3 separate regions of the Mus musculus genome follow, and regions 1 and 2 are each linked to region 3. A link is a contact called in public Hi-C and promoter capture Hi-C data. All regions are on one chromosome and are shown on one strand. Each heading gives the region's core, a stretch centred on a gene start, on an enhancer-like site or on the middle of the called end of the contact. The rest is flanking DNA. Distances are from core to core; before and after follow the strand shown.

Region 1 (4,670 bases), core at 771-3,270, 250 kb after region 3:
GGATCTGAGCTTGGGCAAGGGGGGATGGTAAAAGCCTCACAGAGAAGAAAGGTCAAAGGATGATACAATCACCTGAAGAACCCCATGGCATAAGGACAACTAACCTGAAGGACTGAAAACAAGGAAAAGTCGGACTGTAGCAAAACTGTGTGGCCTCAGTCTCTTAAGAGTAGATGTGTTCTCCAAGAGAAGAGTGCAGCAAGAAGGAAGACGAAGGCTGGCTACACATCACCCACAGCACCCACGCTCGAGGGTGGGAAGAAGACAACGCTGAGGAAGGCGGAAAAGTCACTGCTGGTGGGAGAGGCTGAGTGCACAGAGCCAAGCACACACGTTAACAAGAGCCGACAGCGTCAAAATCGCAAGAACAGAGGAAAGCCACTGACGACTGAGGAGATGGCTCAGTTCATAGAGTGCTTGCCATACAGAGAGGAGGACCCGAGCTCAAATGCCTGAGGTGTACTGGCCAGCCAGTGACAATCCTGTCTCAAACAGTAAAGTGAAGTTAGTCAGAAGTCTCAATATGCACATGTGTTTGTTCTCTCTCTCTCTCTTTCTCTCTCTCTCTCTCTCTCTCTCTCTCTCTCTCTCTCTCTCTCATAAAGTAATTTGAAAAGTTTTTAAAGGGCATATGCTCTCACATCAAGAAACATAAGCATGGCTTGTGAGAGAATCACTTAAAATAAAAACACAGAGAAACAGAGAAACACAGGAAGTAAAAGTGATTAATAACCATGGCGGGGACAGACAGGAGAAGGCATGGGGTGTGGGAGACTGACCATACAGACACACTAAAAGCAAGGAGATGGCAAAGGGGACATTGAAAAGGTCAGAGGAAAACATGAATGGAAGCTATGGGCTTAAGTCATTCATGCTTAGTCAGGGATGGTCCCTAGGTTCAATAGACTCCTTTTAACCAACAATGCTGCCACACCTGGATATCTACATACAGAAAGCGATGTACTCCTAGCAACATCCTGAATCACATTCTAATTAACTCAAATTAGAAGTCAAACTATAAAATCTAATTGACCAAATTAGAAGTCAAACTATAAAATTTTTTAAAATATTTCTGCTGGGTAAAGATTAGATGTGGCAACAAGAAAAATGCAATCCATAAAAGAAGAAAGTGCCATTCTATACCCCATCAAAAGTGTTCTGTTTGGGCCTGAGTTTGGCTAAGAGGTTACGGGAAGTAGGGGCTGCTCTTCCAGAGGACCCAGGTTTGATTCGAAGCACCCACACCGCAGCTCACAACCACCCGTAAGTCTAGTTCCAGGGGATCCAACACCCTCTTCTGGCCACCATGGTCACCAAGCATGCACTTGATGCACGGACATGCATGAAGGCAAAACATGCATGGACATAAAATAAAAAAATAAAGCCTTCTAATTTTCTAAAGTCAATGTGGTGGCTGGGGTATAGCATGTTTCACACGTACCAGATCTTGGGTTTGAGCCCCACCTCTCCCAGCCTTAAATACAAACAGCAACTTTAAAAGATCAAAAAGACAATTCAAAGACTGAAGAACTATCTGCGGGTTACATATCTAATAAAGCATACAGGAACTCTCAAAACTTACTAAAAAAATGAACAACTCAATTTTTAAAATTAGGCAAGTGATCTGAAGTGACACTTCACCAAAGAAGGCAGAAAAAACTGTACCATCTTTGCTTATTAGGGAAATGCAAGTCAAACCACATGACATGCCAGCATACACTTACGAGAAAAGTCTAAAATTAAAAAAAAAAAAAAGAGCATCAAATGTTGATCAGGATGAGGAAGCACTGCATCTCCGACACACAGTGGGCTGTGCGGGCAGTAACACAGCACAAGGTAGCAAAGGCTATGGACAAAAGCCTTTATTCCTGGATTGTAACAAAGTGTGTGTGTCCCCGCTGGAACTTACAGACAAATGTTCCGTGGCAGCTTCTTTTGTAACAGGCAAGCAAACAGCACTGTGTTAGTCAAACTTCCCCCACTTTAGACAAACAATGTAAGAGGAGATAGTTATTTTGGCTTCTGGTTGCAGAGGATTTACACAGTTCATACCTGGCAACCTGTATTGTTTCTGGCATGGTTGAAGGCTTGGTAAGGCACAACTACTCACCTCATGGCAGCCAAGACACAAGTGTGTCAGAAAGGAACCCTGATATCTCCAAAAGCAATCCCAGAGATCCACTTCCTCTAGTGAGGCCTCATCTTCCAGTCCCACCACCTACCACAGACTGCTCACATTGCCAGTCCATCAATAGATTTAGGTCAAAGCTCCATGGAAACGTACTGGTAGATATACCTACTAGCTGGTTTCACTACTCTTCTAGGTGGCTTTCAATCCAAACAAGCTTACAAGATCAAGATCAGCCATCGCAAAAAATGGGGCTGCTCTTGCCTAGGGCCTCAGTCGGGTTCTGACTTAACTCCAGCTCCAGGGAAGTTGGTGGACTTTTATGGTGTTCATAGGCATTTCACCTGTTCCTAGAATGAGGCCACAGCCCTCCATAGATTTGTGGCCATCAGTCACATAAGGGCAACGCACCAAGCCCCTCCACATGTAGAGGACGTGACAGATTATATAGGCTCAAGACAGATCTCCATTTGGAATGAAGTAGCTAAAGACTTGGAGACTTAGCCAATAAGCTTTCCTTCCCAGACACTCCTCCCTGCAAAAGGTATTGAACCTCAGACCCGCCCTGAGAAGTGGGGCATGGTTTTACTCATCCACTTTCTGCCATGACAATAAAGGCCTTAAAACCATGGACTGCCACTTTTCATCGGGATCCGCCATAGGGAGCTGTGGAGGCCTTTGCCTGTAGAGCCACTGTCTGATCTCCAGTAGACGGCCTCTCTTCGATCAGCCTTGGCCACCACCGAGAACTCCCACTGCGGGACCAGCCAAAGCTCCTCCCTTTCCCCTCTTGGCTCTGGGTCAGATCTAGCCCACAGGCCCCCACTCCATTCTCAGCTCTTCCGATGCTTCCAGCGATGCCTGCGTGTCCAAGAGCCTGAAAATCAGACAGGCTGGCCTCCTTGCAGGCCTGGGGACTCCCGAGCCAGCTCCGGCTGTCCTGTGCCTCAGACTGTGTTTCCTCACCCCCAAAGTGAAGCGCAGTTGACTTACAGTGTCCCACCTCCCTGATCAGCTGAGCCCTGTGGCGGAGCAGATGCGGGACCCCATTAACGCTACATACACATAAAACAAAATACAGCTCAGGGATGAAAAGCATTGCTACTCTTTCCAAGAAACTGAGTCTGGCTCCCAGCCACATGGCATCTTTCAACTGTCTGTAATTCCATCTTTTGTCCTCCTCAGCCACTAGGCACTCATGTGTTGAACATAACATGCATGTAAGCAAACACTGCCATACATAAAAATAAATAAATGAAAGTAATAAAATAGAGAAAAGATTATCCATCACGAACTTAAATACCTATAAGTAGATTAATGGGGGGAAAGACAAAATAAAAACAAATGAATTATTGATATCTATCTATATGTGTGTATGTACATCTGTATGGGAGTATCTATGCATGTGCACACATGTATACACACACACACACACACACACACACACACACACACACACACACACACACAGAGTTGAGAGTTGATTCTCAAAATTATATTGAAAGAAATCAGACAGCCAGGCAGTGGTGGCACACATCTTTAATCCCAGCACTTTGGAGGCTGGTCTACAGAGTGAGTTCCAGGACAGCCAGGGCTACACAGAGAAACCCTGTCTCGAAAAAAAACAAAAAACAAAACAAAAGAAATCAGACTGTGGAGCTCAGCTGATAAGAGTGCTTACCTAGCATGAAGGATGAGGTTTGATCCCCAGGACCATAGAACCCTGGGTGTGACGGCACTATAGTCTCAGCACTTAGTGGGTGGAAGTAGGTAGATCAGGAACCATATAACCCTGGGTGTGACGGCACTATGTCTCAGCACTTAGTGGGTGGAAGTAGATCAGGAAGTTCAAAGTCATCCCTGACTACTTGAGTTTGAGGCCAGTCAGGAATACAAGAGACCTTGTCTCCAAATCCAAACAACAGGACACGCCCCTCACCACCCCCTGCCACCACACCACCACCAAAAAAAAAAAAAAAGGTAAATAAATGTAAGTGCACCACTTACAACAGCTGAGGATGGAAGCACCCAAATGGTCAATGACTAGAACTGTGGTCTACCCATACAACAAAATCTGATTTGGCATTAAAAGTAAAGAAAATTCTATTATCTAGACGAATCTTAAGGGTAGTAGACTAAGTAAGCAATCTAGTCACAAAAGGATGAATACTCCATGACGTACCCAGAAGGGTCAATTCCTAAAGACAGACAGTAGGATGAGAGGTTTCTAGGGTTACAGGAAGAGAGATGGGGAACTGTGTCTTAGTAGATACACAGAGAAATGGAAAGAATTCTGGAACCAGCACAACGTGAATTAATTTAACATCACTGAACAGTTCATTTAAGTGAATTCAAATAGTAAATGTGATGTATATCTTGCCACATTATGTGCAGCACACATTTGCCCGATGACCTCAGAGGTCAGAAAAGGGTATTGGATCCCTTGGAACTGAAGAGCCCATGTGGGTGTGGGAAGCAAACTCGGGTCTTCTCTAAAAAGACCTAGAAAGTACTCCTGACTACTGAGCCTTCTCACCAACCC
Region 2 (4,283 bases), core at 1,198-3,697, 130 kb after region 3:
TTTACTACAAAAACAAACAAACAACATTTAACACACCAAACACATGTGCTGACGGGGAAGGCAGAGGACTTCTGGCTCAGTGTTGAGGACATAAAATGATAAGAAAGCCTGCAGTTTCCGCAAAATAGTTAAACACGGGGTCGACACATGGTCCAGCAATCCTAAGCGGAGTCAAAGAATGGAGAGCCAGGACTAAAACAGAAACGCATATGCCACAATTGCTCACAATCATCAAAAGCAATCGAGTGCCTGTCGAAGGAAGAATGGGGGACGAAGGGCAGCCCGTGTGCACACGGGACGTTCCTCAGCCTCAGAAAGGAAGACAATCCGGACAACCCACTACAGTATCCACACACCTTACAGATGTTCACCAAGCAAAGCAAGCCAGCTGTGAACGATGAACACTGCAGGATTCGCCCCACACAGATGCCCAGGATAGGCAAGTCCATAGAAAGACAGATAACCGTGGTAGCAGGGGCCTGGAGGAAGGAGGGGGTGGGGAGGGGGTGTCAAGTGGGTCCCGAGCTTCACCTGGTACAGATGGAAAAGTTCCACAAGGACAGAGTGTACTTAGTGTGGTGGAAATCTGTCCTAAAATGGTTAAAAACTTGGAATAGATATGATAGAAAATAGAAGAAGCAATGTGACTAGTCATATAGCAGTATAAGTGCGTCAATGGATATGTAAATGATATGTAAATTGAGAGGACAATAGTACATAGGGCCAATATCTTACACCTCACATCATTTTTATTATTTATTCGTTTGTCCATGACTCTGCCACTTCCTTATTGTACATATAATCTTGAGGTAAATTTTCATCTATAAGTACAAATAGTACTTTATTTAGAATTTTTATAAAATTAAGAAAATACTCTGTTTGTGTGTGTATGTGTAAACAACTAAATGTTACCTCTGATCACACTTTTAATACTTAAAATGGTAAATTTTATATTATGTTATCCATTTGGGCTCTAGATGAATTAAGACACTCACTGAAATAAAGCTTGAGTAGCCTTATTCACTTTGGGCAAGAGTGAGGGAAACTGAGGCATGAGCAGGCTATTACATAGTGATGGAGCCATTTTTCAAGAAGTCACAGTAATCCAGACTTAGGCACCCCAACAACAAAGCACTAGCTCGAGACTGGCGCTGGTGAAACTGTGAGAAGAATTAGGGAGACCCACCACACAATTGGAGATTTCAAAACCTTGAGTCAGAAATGCCCAGAGACAGGTGTTGGGGAGATGGCCACTGCACAAACAGAAAGACCTAAGTCTGGTCCCCAGGACACACACACACACACACACACACACACACACACACACACACACACACACACACACAAACACAAACACAAACACACACACCAAAGCCAAAACACTAGGAGTAGTGGCACACACTCCTAACCCAAGGTGAAGCTGGGTGGACTCCAGGGTTTGCTGGCTAGTCAGTTTGGCCTTCCAGGTGAATGTCAGACCAGTGTGATACTGAGTGGCACCTTAGAAGCAAACTCCTGAGATTGTCCACTGGCCTACACACACACACACACACACACACACACACACACACACACACACACACACACACAGTGTGCCTGCGCACACATGAGCATATATGTGTGCACACACCCATATATACAGAAATGAGAATATCTAGCAGGCAGATAGTCAGGACATGATGGAGGTCTAGAGATAGACCATCTTATTCAGCAGCAGGATTTACCCACCATTCTCAAACTCACATGAAATGTTCATTAAGATAGATCCCGTGCTGGGCTGTAAACACACATTGAATTTAAGAGAACAGAAATCAAAGTGGGCTGTGATGGAATTAAAGTAAAGAATGAATAACAGAAAGATGGCCTGAAGAATCCTAATACGTGGTTATTAAATGCCATGTTTCTAAGGATTGAAGAAGAAGGCTGAAGGAAAAATGTAGAAGATATTTTGATTTTAAAAAATGAAAGTAGAACTTATAAAAATTGTCAAATGCAGTGAGAGTGGTCTTCAGAGAAAATATTATATCATAAAATGCATATATTTAGAAAAGAAGAAATATTTAAACTCAGTGTGAACATCTCCTAAAGAAGTAAGTAAGAGGCTCTGGAGAGATGGCTCAGTGGTTTAAAACATTTGCTGCTCTTGCAGAGGTCCCAGGTTCAATTTCCAGCACCCACACTGTGATGCACAGTCACCCATAACTCCAGTTCTAGGGAGCTGAAGCCCTCTTCTGACTGCTCTGGGCACCAGGCACACACATGGCACACACGTGGTACACATGCACACATGCAGACAAGACATCTGCACACATCAAAATAAATAAACCAGAAAGAGAGAGTGGTATTGAAAGGAAACAAGGAAAATAAAATCTAGAGCAGAAATCAGTGAAACTGTAGACAGAAAATCAATACAGAAAATCAACAAAGCCGAACACTTCAGAAAGATCAATGCTAGTGAAAAACTGCTGGCTGCAAATGTGAGCAGAGGAAGAGGGCAGATGCAGGAGTGGGATGGGGTGAGGGCACAGGACTCACAGAAATGAAGGCAGGGCTGTCGCTCCTGAGCCCACCCACTCTGAAAGGGTGACTATGAATAGTGTGGACAGTCAGCCCTATGGCCATGGTTTGATAACTTAGGTGAGATGGACCAGCTCTTGGAAAGACAAACATCACACAGTGGTGGTGCATAGTTGCAGTTCTGGCACTTGGAAGGCTAAGGCTAGAAAGATCTGGTTTTCAAGGTCATTGTGGGCTCTGTAGGAAGACCCACTCACCTTTCAGAGGTGATCTGGCCAGGTCTAGATCTCTCAGAGGTACTGAGGGGGTAACTGACAGGTTTCAGAAACAGAAAGAACTCTGCCCCATGGTCTCATCTGTGAATTCTATCAGACATTTAAGAAAAGACAACAAGCCTGATACCCTAGCACACATCTCTAATCCCAGCCCTTGGGAGGCAGAGGCAGGTGGATTTCTGCAAGCTCATGGCCAACCTGGCCTACATAGAGAGTTATAGGCCAGCCAAGGCTCTATAGTGAGATCTGCCTCAAAAATAGAACAAGCAAACATATAGACAGCGTACTGATTCTTTTCTGGAAAGTCAGCAGCCTAAGGAATTCTTACCTTAGTCTCTGTGGTGGAGACCTTTCATAAACTAAATGCAAAAATTTTTGTCTGAGGTCTCCAAGTTGAATCCAGTGAGACTCACTGTTGGTACACAAGGCTGGCTCCGATTAAAAATCAATATAATCAAGCCATCAACAAATTAAAGATGGAAAATCATACAACCATACAGATAGCAAAAAGTTTTTTGGTTTTTTTTTTTTGTTTTTGTTTTTTGTTTTTAAATCCAGCCGGGCGTGGTGGCGCATGCCTTTAGTCCCAGCACTTGGGAGGCAGAGCAGGCGGATTTCTGAGTTCGAGGCCAGCCTGGTCTACAGAGTGGGTTCCAGGACAGCCAGGGTTACACAGAGAAACCCTGTCTCAAAAACAAAAACAAAAAAAAACCCAAAAAACAAAAAAAAATCCAATACTCACTCATTACAGCACAGTAGGCCAGGTTGGCCATGAGCTTGCAGAAATCCACCTGCCTCTGCCTCCCAAGGGCTGGGATTAGAGATGTGTGCTAGGGTATCAGGCTTGTTGTCCTTTCTTAAATGTCTGATAGACATTCACACATGCTCTTAGCAGGCTAGAACTATAATAGAATTTCCACAACTTGATAAAAAGTATTGACAAAGACCTACAGCTTCTATCATATGTAAAGCTAGATACTACCCTACATGATCAGAAGAAAGCTAGGATGTCTCCTCCTCTGTGATGTGCCATCGTACTGGAAAGCCCCAAATAATGCAGGAAGACAATGAAAGGAAATGCAGATCATACCGATGAGGATGGGAAATATAAGCATCTTTGCTTAGAAACGATGCAGCTGGGTGGAAACCCCTTCTGACCAACAGCAGCCTTGTCAAAGGTGGTACCAAAGGACAGAGGCTATCTGATCGATACTTAAAATTCAACTGCTGTCTTAGAAGAAATTAGAATTTGAAACCTAAAATATAATTGCATCTACGTCAGCACCACAACAAGTAAAATAAGTGGGTGTATCTCTGGCAAAATATGAGCAAGACCTCCTAGGGAAAGGGACAGAATTTGGATTTTAAAAATGGAAGACTAAGGGGTGTTAAAGCATCATGGGTGGTCCAGACGGACTCTGTGATGTCCACTCTTCCCAGTTTCATCTACAGATGAAGAATAAGAGCCACTAGTTATGGATCCAGACAAAC
Region 3 (4,799 bases), core at 1,125-3,624:
CTACAGAAGTCTCCAACAAACTAGGTCTGCATGCTCAGGAGGCTTTAGGGAAGTGGAGAGGCTGCCCCCAAGTGGTAGGACCTGGCCACAGAACCCTCATTCTGAGCCTTGGCCAAACCAGCTAGGCTTCAGTACTTCCCATACTGACCCAGACCACTGTGGCTAGAAGGACACCTCGCATTCCCCACGTTGTCTTTCCCAATGCAGGCGATGCAGGTCGGAGGGTGGGTGCTGGAAGAGGCTTAGGCTGCAGTAGCTAACGGGCTCTGCTAGACAGCGCCTCTTCGTGTGCACTGGGTCTGAAGATGCCCATACTCCTGGCACCAGCTCAGTGTGCAACCCTGGGGAGAGGCTTCACAGCCCTCAGGCTGCGGGTTTGGGAGGGGAAATGGGCATTGTGTCAGTCTTAACAGCCTCTGTGCATTGTGCACATGAGCAAGGATTGTGGGCCAGGCCTATCGTGGGTATCCCTGGGACACTCCATATTCCTGAATCATTCCAAGACAATCCAGGGTTGCTAAACACACACTCTACAACCCACCCCCACAAAGCCACGGTGTGCAGAGCCTACAGAGCCAAGAGTGCGGAGCTGGGTTGTAAGCAGAAGCCTGGACTCGGAGCCGACACTCGCCCATTGGGATCCTTCCTGCAGGACTTCAGGAGCTGGCTTTGGCAGGTGTCCAGTTAGCCATTCTCACGTGTCTCTAGAAGTACCTCGTGCTGCAGGGAGACCCTGGTAGCTCACTAGATTCTCTTGTGGGCCTTGTCTGAAAAGTCACAGGACACATAACCAAGGTTCATGGCCACGAGCAAACATAGGGCTTTTCCTGTGGGAGGACTCCCTTCTCCTGAGTCCCCTGAAGAGCACTGGCAGGTTTCCTGAGCTGATGCCAGTTCTAGCCAGTGTGCTCTGTGGTGTGTGGGATGTTAGAGAAGAGCTGAGAGCATTTGCTGTCTGTCTGTTTGTCTGTCTGTCTGTCTATCTGTCCAAGCACAGTACCACACGAGGCCAGTGCTCACGGAGAGTCACGGAAGAGAATTACATGACAGTAGAGTTGAGTTGGGTGGTGAGGCAAGGAAGTGGGTGTCAGGGTGGGCTGAGGGGTGCAGCTCCTCACTTTCCTAGAAAGTGAGGAAGTTGCATAGAGGGGAGAAAGGAGTCACCCCGACAACCACGAGAAGGCTAGAGACGCCTGGCTACAGAATGCGGACTTCTTGAGACAGGGTGGAACTGGGTGGCATTAGGCTGTCTCCAGAATCTGTGTACTGTGACAGTGCACACAGGACAGAGATGTGGTAAGGTCTAGAGAACATACAGACATCTGGTGACAGCTTGGTCTAGGGGGTTTAGGAAGAGACACACTAGGAGGATCACATGGACGAGCCTGAGCAGCTGCAGCAGGGATCCACTGGGATTAGGCATCCTGGGAAACCAATCTAAGCAACCCATCTGCCTGCACATAGCTGCCTCAAGTATGTATGGCTGGCTGTGTGCAGACACAGTTCAGGGAAACAGTGGGGAAACAAGCCCTTAGCATGGAGATGTTCTTATACAAGTCTGGATTAGGTCACAGGGAACTAATAGCAAAAGTGGGAGGGATAGAGCTGGCAGGGTCAGATCCCTGAGCACACTCTGATTGCCCACCTTATAATGCAGGAAAAAAAGAAGACACCATCAAGTGCTGTGTTTACCATCTTAGCAGTGGGAGAGGTAGCCCCAGGGAACTGTAGACCCCAGAGGATCTGGACAAGGGCCATAGCAGCCTACAGACAAAAGCCACAGTTCTGAAGGTCCAGAGACAGTGTCAGCACCTGCATGTCCAGTCTTAGCCTGGATCCTCTTTTCCAAGGTCCTATGGTGGCTTTATACAAAGGAGTGAGTGGCCCTAGGTCAGCCATCCACATACTTCTGGAGAAGAAAGCCCCACACTCTACTGAGTACAGCCATGAGGTGCCCCTTAGAGATGAGCAGCACTCAGAAAACATCCCGAGGCTAGGCACTGTCATTCCAGAAACAAGCCCTGGTGGACTCCTCAAGAGCTGGACAATCGTAGCACCAATGAGAAGGGATACAGGGAAGAAGGGACAAATCCAGGTCTCCTACAGGATCGCACTCATCCTTGAACCAATCCCTCTCTCCAACCTGAGCATGCTGCCCTCCAGGTCTCCCCCAATTCAAGGCCTTTGGCCTGTGAGGGGCCCTTACCAGAGTCAACGACTGGGCTCCCCTCCTTGTAGTATCCACAGCCATCTGAGGATAAGCAGGGGTCGTTGGGGAAGTAGAGATGTTCCTGACTCCCGAGGCCACCTGCTGTGGGTGAGGACTGTCTGGCTGAGTGTTGCAAAAGACAGGCAGCCAAGGACTTCTGCACTAATGGGTCAGTCTGAGAGGTGGCTCCTAAAATACCCTGCCTACTGCCACGGGGTCAGGGACAGGGCCAGGGCCAGGACAAAGAACCACGTGGGATCAGGTTTGACAAAGGCCACAGGGACAGGGCTATGAGACAGGCTACCATGTTCTCTGAACACTGGTTGGAGCTGCTGTGGAGAGGTTGATGAAGTGGCTGGAGCTAGCCCACTCACATGCCCCCTTCCAGACTTGTTACAGAAGATGATGATCGGATGCTTTGAAACAGGTAGGCACGAGGAGCTGTGTGAGCCAGTGAGGCTTCAGACTTGTGGGTAGTGGAGATCCTCATGGGGTTTCACCTATGGAGGGTTGGCTATGCACAGCCACACAGTCTGGGGCTCCACCATAGAACTTGGCTGGGAAGGAGAAGCTGGAGGAAGGAAGGAAGGAAGCCAAGCGTTTGTGGAAGGGAGAGTTTGGTCACGGCATGGACTGGGGCAGATGGGAAGGACATCTGTGCACATACAAGCTGGAGAAGATTCAGGTCCTCTGGCTTCCCTGACACCCCCTCCCCTGCAAGTAAAACAATTTTTTTTTTTAACTATTGTGGAATCTTCTTAAATTTCCTTTAACCCAAACAGCAAGAAATAGAATAGAAGAGGCCGTTAAATTTTGTGACAGCAATGCTCAGGACATTCTGGGCTCTTCTACGGGGTTCAGACACCTCCTAGACCTTTCTTTGGGTTTGGCCAGGAGTGACCCCAACATACTCTGCACTTGCTGGCATTTCCAAGCCCTGCTAAAATTAGCTGCCACTGGCAAGTATGACAGGGTACATAGGGTGCCTGTCAGAATGCCAGGTTTTCCCAAGATTGGCCAGTATGGTCACCCCTTGACACGATTGATCACTTTCCCAAAATAGAGCAAAGCTGGCCTCACCAGACCTCATATGACAAGCCTCTGACTACCCAACCCCTGGCTCTGAGCCCCTTTTGCTTTGGGGGTTGAGCTCATGCCTGAATTTGGGGTGGCTGGTCTTGGAGCTGCCTGGGAGCCTTGCTCCCATCTCCTGGGCAAGTCACAGGAGAGGAAGAGGAAGAGGAGGATAGAGGAGGAGGAGGAGGAGGAGGAGGCAAATCTTCAAGCTCTAATCTCTGGGAGGTGGGAGGAAGGGTGTGAACCAATGCAAAGCCAGAGACAAACGGAGCGGATTTCTGTCTCAGCCAGACTGCGCATGAGCAGCAAGCATCCTCCCAGAACATGTCCCAGGGCGTGGTCTCTTTCCAGTCACTGCACCTTTGAGGGAAGAATGGGATCTAGTTGGCTAAGCACCCAGGACAACTCTGGCAACTCACCGCCCCCCCCTGTGAATCCACCTCGTCCAGGAGTACCATTCTGCAGTAAGGACACGTAGCTCGATGTTCTTCCTACACTCAACAGTCACGACTGGAGAGGAGGGGACAGGACAGAAGGTGCCTTAGGGATGAGATCTCATGATGGACGCACAGGACATGGAAAGCTGCATGAACACTGTGTCTGCTTGGATTTGGAGAAAAACAGAGCCTTGCAGCCATGAGTTAGAGCATTTTCCCATCTTCATCTTTCATTTGATAGAGGGAGTGAGTAAACTGAAGGAACCATTTTCTGTCCTAGTTGGTGACCTTCCACCTCCTTTTTTCTCCTCTCATGTGTATGCAAGCATGCGTGTGTGTGTGTGTATGTGTGTGTGTGTGTGTGTGTGTGTGTGTGTGTGTGTGTGGTGTTCATATGCACGTGCATGCACCTATGCACTGCCATGCAGAAGAGGCCAAAGGAGGAGAATATGTGTGTCTTGTCTATCACTTGCCATCTTCTCTGTTTGAGACAGAAGCGAACATGAAGTTTATGTTTTCAGCTAAGCTGGCTGCGGGGCTCTGCCTGTCCCTGTCCTCCAACTTCTGGTGTATTAGTAATGCAGAGCCATGCTTGGGTTTTACGTGGGTGCTGGGGATTCAAACTCAGTTTCTCTCACTTGTACATCAAGTGCTCTTACTCAGTGAGCACCCCTCCCCCACCCCGGTCCCTGTGCCTTGTTCAAGAAGTCATTTCATACACGTGGCTGCATTTTCTATTCATTTACCTCAAGGTATCAGCAGGACAAGGATAGTAACTGATAATCAAGCTTATTCATTCTAGTATCAAAAAATAATAATCACAGCATTGGGCAGCACTTCCGTGCAGTCGTAACAAAGGTCACGTGAAAGCTGACAGGATAGCTCAGCAGGTAGAGCACTTGCCATGGAAGCCTGGTGACGTTAGTCTGATCTCTGGAACCACGTAAAGATGACAGAGAGGGGGCTGGGAAGATGGCTTAGCAGTGTAGAACTCTGATGCTCTTCCAAAGGACTCAGGGTCAACTCCTAGCATCCACATGGTAATAACTCACAACTTTCTATAACTCCACTTCCCT

What was found. Promoter capture Hi-C pulls out the DNA fragments that hold promoters and counts their contacts. Hi-C and Micro-C count contacts between places; a contact is called where the count stands out from the background.
Region 1: a contact with region 3 is called in a promoter capture Hi-C map of liver, with 2.7 times the contacts expected there. The contact joins the enhancer-like site here to the promoter of Gck in region 3. A contact is called at or near these places in 2 of 39 promoter capture datasets (hematopoietic stem and progenitor cells and liver), 1 of 484 Hi-C or Micro-C datasets (liver), 1 of 115 datasets of contacts at active chromatin or transcription factors (double positive thymocytes) and 2 of 9 other capture datasets (embryonic stem cells and liver).
Region 2: a Hi-C map of liver shows a contact between it and region 3, with 1.6 times the contacts expected there. The contact joins the enhancer-like site here to the promoter of Gck in region 3. A contact is called at or near these places in 2 of 39 promoter capture datasets (the C10 cell line and hippocampal neurons), 4 of 484 Hi-C or Micro-C datasets (bone marrow-derived macrophages, liver and nephron progenitors), 1 of 115 datasets of contacts at active chromatin or transcription factors (embryonic stem cells) and 2 of 9 other capture datasets (liver and pancreatic islet).

Annotation. Positions count from the first base shown.
Region 1 is chr11:6,163,636-6,168,305 of GRCm38.p6, forward strand. All of the region lies in intron 2 of Nudcd3 (NudC domain containing 3), which reads right to left. Among named protein-coding and RNA genes, the nearest start is that of Nudcd3, 34 kb to the right of the region's middle. Within about 2 kb of position 2,021, at least 12 of the 459 cell types and tissues checked have an H3K27ac peak or open chromatin away from gene starts, as enhancers often do. A contact at or near this core is called in liver, where this site is marked.
Region 2 is chr11:6,041,699-6,045,981 of GRCm38.p6, forward strand. All of the region lies in intron 1 of Camk2b (calcium/calmodulin-dependent protein kinase II, beta), which reads right to left. Among named protein-coding and RNA genes, the nearest start is that of Camk2b, 22 kb to the right of the region's middle. Within about 2 kb of position 2,448, at least 3 of the 459 cell types and tissues checked have an H3K27ac peak or open chromatin away from gene starts, as enhancers often do. A contact at or near this core is called in liver, where this site is marked.
Region 3 is chr11:5,912,761-5,917,559 of GRCm38.p6, forward strand. It overlaps Gck (glucokinase), which reads right to left and starts at 2,375. Exons shown (of 10, transcript NM_001287386.1): 1 at 2,207-2,375. The coding sequence starts at 2,251. Gm11967 (predicted gene 11967) reads left to right here and starts at 2,507. Exons shown (of 2, transcript NR_166847.1): 1 at 2,507-2,636; 2 at 3,574-4,002.